Linked DNA regions of Mus musculus: region 1 is linked to region 2. Evidence: chromatin contacts called from public ChIA-PET data. All regions are on one chromosome and are shown on one strand. The core of a region is the stretch at or near the end of the contact, and the rest is flanking DNA. Distances in the headings are between cores, read along the strand shown.

Region 1 (3,669 bases), core at 641-3,140, 650 kb after region 2:
GCTGTCACTTGTGGTTTTGATCTTAGCCATTCTGACTGGCATAGCACAGAATCTCAAAAGTTGTTTTGATTTGCATTTCCTGGATGGCTAAGGACACTGACCATTTCTAAGTGTTTCTCACCCATTTGAAATTCCTCTGTTGAGAATTCTCTGCTTAGACCTGTATCCCATTTTAAAGTTAAATTATTTAGTTTGCTGATGTCTAGTTTCTTGAGTTCTTTAAATATTTTGGATGTTAGCCCTCTGTCAGATGTGAATTTTGTGAAAATCTTTTTCTATTCTGTATACTGCCATTGAGAGAGAAGTCAGCTACACAAAGACAAGTATCACATAATTTCATCCAATTGAAGATAAAAAAACAAACAAACAAACCAAAACAAAACAAAAAAACATTCATTGCCTAGAATCAGAGAGTAGAATCGGGTATTATGGTCCACATCTATAATACTAGCATTTAAGAGGTTGTGTCAAGAGGATTACAAGTTTGAGGCCAGCCTGATCTACAGAGCGAGTTCCAGGACAGCCAGGACTACACAAAGAAACCCTGTCTCGAAAAATAAAATATGTATATATGCCTATAAAACATCATATGGTATTTGACTGATACGTTTAATATTTAAGTTTTATATACCAGCTAAAATGTAATAAAAATATTTATATCATATATGGATGCCTTAGAAATTAACAATTGATAACATATCTATTGAAAACTATAAACAAAACAACATGGAAAGTAATGGCTCAAATATTAAGTATTTTTATAATTCGGTAAGAATATAGGTAAACCTTGACTTTATGCTTATATTTTTTTCTAAATTTTTTTACGTATGCAATATAGCTCACTTTTGTATTCAGAATAAAAAATATAAATCATTCTTTTAAATATACACAAAATCACAAATGAGGCTGGTTTCACAAAGCTCAGATTATCAGAAAAGAAAGAAAAAAAATCACCAAGAAAGTTTTGAGAAAGCTAATGTGTATGAGATACATATAACCACAAACTCCGATGATTATAGCTTCTATAAGAGTCAGACTATCAGGGAAGCTGTTGAGTACAGATGCTGACCAGGGGGATCCAGGATGGCTCTAGAAGAGGAATGTGGAGCTGGCCATGCTGGTGGGCTAGCCCTGTCTACAGAAGGCCCAGGAGTTGGGGAGAGGTGTGGAGAGCTGGTTACAAAGGCCCCGGGTGTCTCTGTGGTGAATCTTCCAATGGTCTGCTGTTTGAAATGTTTCTTTGAGGGACATAGGGAACATGAGGTAGCAAGGGTGTTTCGTTTACCTCCTGTTTCCCTAAGAAAATATGGTGTTTTTATGACTTCCTCTTTGCTCTGGAAATTTCTGCAGCTGCTCAGATGCCTGGGTGCTTGCCAAGTGTGTACTTGGAAGCGGTTTTCAAAATTGGTAGAAGTGAGTTATACATACACTCCATAGGATCGCCTTAAGATTATTTCAAACTTCAATCTCATAACGTTTATGCAGAATTTAAACACGTGCATAGAAATCTCTCAGCTTCCCACACAGCCTTGTATTTTGGATTCGTCTGTAAGAGTTTGTCTTCTGAGAGAGGTTTTTCTCTCTTCTTTAGAATGCCTTGTTTGTCTGCTTTTGTTGTTGCTGGGCCCTAAGCGCCCACATTTCACAGCTCCGATGCTCATCAGCATGACTCTCCTGAGCACATTATCTGGTGGTGGCTGACACTCTCTTCAGTACCCCCCCCCCCCGCCTCCCAAAAAAGAAAAAAGAAAAAAAGGACTGGTTGCTAAAAGAAGTAAAAGTCAAGTCATCAAAAACAATGTAATATCCTGTGTGAAAGTCACGAAGCCTTGTGGTTTGAGTCCCTTGATCATGTGCCCTGTAAAGTGGCCCTGGATGGCAGAGAGTCATAGACCTTGGCAGATGTGACTTCAGTTCACACCACACTCTGCCTTGCTCACAGAGGAGGGGCTGCAGCCCTGGCCCTCATCAGAACAATGACACTCAGGCTGCTGTTCTTGGCTCTCAACTTCTTCTCAGTTCAAGTAACAGGTAAGCAATTTTGATACCATTTTTCCCCCTGTTTTCATTTGTGTTCTCATGACCAGCATGGTTTATTTTAAAACTGTAGTGACCTGTGAAACTTGAATGCATTTAGAGTTTTGTGCTAATTTGACAAGCTACTATTTAGAAACTAGCTAATTCTCATAATACAGCAAATAGAACTTTAACACAAGTTCTTTGGGAAGAAGTAACATTTTATTTAACAACTAGTCCCAAGAACTTTTATATTCAGAATTTTATTTATTGTTTTGTTTTGAGATAGGGTTTCTCTGTATAGCCCTGGCTGTCCTGGAACTCACTTTGTAGACCAGGCTGTCCTCGAATTCAGAGATTTAACTGCCTCTGCCTCCTGAGTACAAGGATTAAAGGCATGTGACACCACCGCCCAGTCAGGATTCTACTTTTTACATCCTATAAAACTGTGATAAGTAAGAGAGTAGGTAAATTCTAGAGGTCTTGGATTAGATTGCCTGGGCTCATATCTCAATTCTCCCTAGTGGCGTTTGGAGCAGGATTTACTACCTAAATCTCTGTAAAACGGGACCCTAAATGAGCATCACCTCAATTTCATTGTGAGATAAAATGAAATAGACATTGTGGAGGTCTTAGTTCAGGCTTGAGCAGTAAACATGGTGTTCATGTAAGTAGTATGTCTACCTGAATTCAGCGAGTGCCAAGAAGAATCCTGAAGTAAGCACAAAAGCTGGTATAGACACCAGTAAGTTTCCTTTTACTGTTGGTTGAAATATGTTTATTTAGGTTAAAATCCTTCAAGTTCCCAATAGCAATGGCAAGGAGGCTATATATTTATCAATTAGAAAGTTCTTACCCTAAACAACCTTTGGTTCTCATGAGTAAGAGCTATTTATTGTCATAAACTCCATTCCAAATGAAGAGACCATTGGAAGGAGGCCATCTATTGAAGAGAATGTTCAATAATTTCTCCAGAGGATGCAGGTCTCCAGTATTTGGCAACACATATTTACAGCTAAAGAATCTTTAAAATTTATGTTTAAAGGTTTCTGTATATCATGTTTAAGGGATCTTAACTTTCTTTTAAAGGAATACTTAAGACACCTTAATTTACTAGATAGTAAAGCCTTACCCTTGTTGAAAGTCATGCAACATTAGTGATTTTACACAGAATGCTTTTCTGATGCCCTCTGTGGACAGCCATTTGTTATAAACTCATGTATTTTCTTTGGAAACTTTTTGGGTTGGACTCAAAGCTTTGTATGTTTCACTGTTTAGAATCTTTACAGGGGTTAGCTAAAAGAGAAGTTGGCAAGTTCACATGTGTGCAGGTCGTTAGTTTTATTTACCTTAAGATAGGTTTTGCTTCATAGATACCAATACATTTTCCTACTACGTCTTAGGATTTGATGCCAAGCAGCCATTGAAAAAGTAGGATGGGGTAGAGGTAGGAAGCTGAAGAGAAAGAAGTTAAAAGGAAAGGAAGATAATTGCAAATGCAAAGATGTGTGACCCATGGAAAAGGATGTGAAGCCTTTTGTATGCTTTTCATTTCTCTCTTCATGTCCACCATCTCACACAAGGAAACTCCCTGGTCAAATGTTACTGTCTTGGGCTGGGGATGTAGTACAGTTGGCATAGCACTTATCTATC
Region 2 (3,852 bases), core at 44-2,543:
CACTGAATTGGCTTCATTCTAATTAAAAAAACAGCTCTACAAACTCCATAGCCAGTTTCTAGTCTGTTTGGGGGGGGGGGGGGGATGAAGTTGTGCTTTCAGAAACCACGAGACACCGTTAACGGACAAGCCTGTTCAACTCTCAAATTACTGACATGATGTGTGCAGCATGCAGAAAGCAAACGTGAAGCCCTGGTCCTCCACACACGTCAAATTATGAAAAGCTCATGAAAGTGGGTAGAAAACGGAGATTTAAGAAGACGTGAACACCGCTTCCAAATGAGACAGGGCAGAAGTGCGGGGCACGTGAAGGGGAAGGCGAATGAAGTCTTTTTTATTTTTTTCTATCAGTCAGCTTATCTTATTTGCAATAAATTCTTTTAATTGTAGCCATTATAATTATTAAAGTTCTTTCAACTTTGATTTACTAAAACCTTGTCCGTTTCTTCTTTAATGTATATCCCCAGTCAAAACAGCAAGGATCAAATCGAAGGAGTCTTCAAACGAGATCGGCTCCTGGAAGACAGGGACAGAAGCTGGAACCCTTACTTACTTCTTGTTCTCGCTGTAGAAACGTGCCTGGAGTTGTGCCATGGCTGAATATACACACGAGACTTCTCCACGAAAATGTGTGCGTTGATAATCAAGCAGCTCTAAGGTAGACTGCGCCGCAAGCGCAGCAGGAGCTAGGCTTCAGTTAGCTCCCTCAGGTTCCTACAGAACATACCACGAGGTTCGATTTCCACCAGCGCCCAGCCCGCACACATCAAGTACCTATTCCGAGATTTAGGAAACATCGATTAGTCAAGCGTAGTCCTAAAAGCATCCAGTCCCCTTAAGACTTTTGTTTCTTATCTATCTAGATTCGTAATCTATTAGGAAAATAAAGAAAATAACTAGCTTGAGCCAAATTTTAAGCGTGTCTTTAGACCCAGACCCTTTAGACTCAGCGCTCAGATACTACAAACCCCAGAAGGGAGCGCGTTTCAGACCCTCTGAACACTGGGAGTTGTAGGCTTTATTTATTTTGCCACACCGCATTTAGGGTCTCATATCTGCTTTTAATACTCCTTTCTCCGGGCAGATATTACACTTCCTGCTTCTTTATTCTGAGTGACAAAGGTCCCATCTGTTCGTCTTGTGTGCACTGTTCCAACAGCCAAATTCGGCCGAGACCATGTGTTCTTACCTCTGGCTTCAGAGCGGAAACTCGGGAAAGGAGAACGAGTCGGAAGGGAACTGGGCGACGGTGGCTGAGAAGGGTCTAATCTGATGGACCTGCGCTGCGCCTCCAGGAGGGGTGCGCCTGCGCATTGTGCTGGTCTCCACGGCGCGGCCTCGGAGCCAAGACGAGGTTGAGTAGTCTCGTTTTGAATTTTCTCCCTTCTGCTTACGGCGGACTCCCCTCTCGCGTTGTGGGGCTCGCTGCGGCGGCAGGGTTGGGGGAGCCGGAGGCCTGGCAGAGCTGTCTGTGCCCAGCGACCGGACGCTCCCTCCCAACCTCCCTTCGTCCCCCTGCCGCCTCCTCCCGTCACCTCCTGACCCTCCCGGGCTGGGAGCAACCGCCGGCCCCCGCCCCCGGCCGTCGCCGGACGCCGCTGTGCGCTGTCCCTGCGCCCTCGTCCGCCTCCACGGCGGCTCCTTCGCCGTGGGCCCGGGAGGGGCCCCGCGGCCGGGAGAAGGCAGGCTGCCGCAGGGGGAGGCGAGGTGTCTGTCCCGCAGAGGGTGCGGAGCCCGAGAACGCACCACCGCCACGGAGCATCCGAGTCCTGGGCCGGAGCGCCCGCCCGAGAGGGGCCTCTCCCCTCCTTTCCGAGTCTGACGTTTAGAAAAGTGTCCTCTGCACCTTCTCCCCTGCTTTCGGGCTTCTTTTATTATTATTATTATTATTAATTATTAATTATTTTTTTAATCTTGATGTCACTCAAAGGCTTGTCTCGGTCTCAATGGTCTCGATTATTACTCTAGTTATTTTCCTGAGTGGAGAATAGATGGGGGCTATTACTCTTAAGATCCCAAAGTCACTTTTTTAAGGCATTCGTCTGAAAACCTCCGGGGGTAGGGTGGGGTACAGGGACACACTACTCTGAGACAGCAATTTAGAGTCAGGCAGAACTGGATTGCAAAATGTGTTGGCTTAGCGGTATGAGTGAACCAGTGAATATGGTGAGAGGTTTTCTATATGTCGCCTAATTAAATTTAAATCCGTAGAAAACTAGAAGTTATCTAGTCAGTTGGAGGCGAAAACAATCATTTGTTAAGTGGACAACGACCCAAAAAGCATGACTGTTCTCAGTTTATTCATTTTACAGAATTGCATGCCCCATTACAGGAATGCCTGAATTTGATTCTACCTGTTACTTAACCTCTGTGCCACACTAAGATTAGCTGTGACAATTTAATGTCGCATAAGAAGCACTCAGAAAATGTTAACTATTTTTCTCATAAGAGCTACCAATAGAAGTTTTTACCACTGATGTAGGTGGAGGCATAAAATGAGAAAAACCTCTGCCCAAAATACAGGGAAAAAAAATTTCCTTGTTCAGATTGGGTTTGCTGATAACAGTGTTACCAGACGAATTAACTATTGAATTTTTACTGATAACATATAACTAATTAAAACATCATTTTAAACTTCCTTTAGTTTGGACTTAACAGATTAACAATACATTTGGAAGACAGTACATTTTTAAAATCTTAATTCGAGTGGAAAACTATGATTAGGAAGATATAGAACAGGAATTACTCAGAGTTCAGTTTGCAAAGCACACATCTTGAATTCACTAAAATATATTTTTATTTAGCTAAGGTATTTAGTTAAGGGAAGATAAGTGACTAAGAATACCTGGGACGAGCTTTTTTCAATAGTCACTTACATGTCTTAGCTGGTATGGCTTGCAGGCGTTACCTAGATAGCTAATGCTAGAGTGTTGGTTCTCTTAATTTTAGCTTATATCAACTGCAGACTTCTGGGATTCATTTATTGGGGTCCTCATGAAGACTCAGTGTTATCTGGAACAAGATTTCTTTTTCTTAACAGTCTCTTGGTGTTTGTTTATTTGTTTTTTGATATTAGGGATTTTTTTATTTGTTTGGTTTGGGTTTTTGAGGTTTTATGTTTTTGTTTGAGACTGGGTCCCTATGTAGTCCAGTATGGATTTCAATTGACTATGTTTCTCCAGATTAGCTTTGAATTCTAGGCTCACCTATTTCTACCTCCTGAATACTGGGATTATACCTGCCTGCAGCCAACCACACTTGCTTGTTGCTTGTTTTGAACCTTGAGTCTAACATTCTGGAATTAATCTCAGGGCTTTGTGTGTCCTAGACCAACAGTCTGCTGCTTAGCTATATCATGGCCCACGCTCTGGGATTTTAAGAGAATTAGCCTAGTTTCTTTTTATCCATGGGGTTTGTGTTCCTCAGTTTTGGTTACCTGCTGCCAATATGAAGTGGAAATCCTAGAAATAATTGATGAGTTTGAGATTGTATGTCTTTCTCAGTAACGTGATGTCTTGCACCATCCTACCTGGGGTATGAATCATTTATGAGTCCAGGGAGAGTGTCCACTCTCTGTGCTGCTCACCTATTAGTAGGTAGTAGGCTTTTGGTTATTAAGACATTATTGTAGACCTGTGACACAGTAAGTGCAAGAGTGGTGATAATGGCAATTCACATGTGCCAAAGAGAAGTTAAAAAGTGTTTAAATAAAATGGTGAAATTCATAATTTGGAAAGAAAAGCTATAGGCTAGTTTAGTAACGTCAGCAGTACAACAATATTTTAGAGACCACATTCACTTGATTTTAGGAATACATGTGGGCTCATGACTGTACCCAAGGGTAAGAGGGCA

Evidence for each region. ChIA-PET counts read pairs in DNA pulled down with a chosen protein or histone mark.
Region 1: a contact with region 2 is called in an RNA polymerase II ChIA-PET map of memory CD8 T cells, with 86 read pairs. The contact joins the promoter of Cd28 here to the promoter of Carf in region 2. A contact is called at or near these places in 4 of 115 datasets of contacts at active chromatin or transcription factors (double positive thymocytes, effector CD8 T cells, extraembryonic endoderm stem cells and 1 more).

The regions. Positions count from the first base shown.
Region 1 is chr1:60,744,498-60,748,166 of GRCm38.p6, forward strand. It overlaps Cd28 (CD28 antigen), which reads left to right and starts at 1,891. Exons shown (of 4, transcript NM_007642.4): 1 at 1,891-2,031. The coding sequence starts at 1,977.
Region 2 is chr1:60,096,954-60,100,805 of GRCm38.p6, forward strand. Carf (calcium response factor) reads left to right here and starts at 1,294. Exons shown (of 16, transcript NM_139150.5): 1 at 1,294-1,354. Wdr12 (WD repeat domain 12) reads right to left here and starts at 954. Exons shown (of 13, transcript NM_021312.5): 1 at 554-954. The coding sequence starts at 594.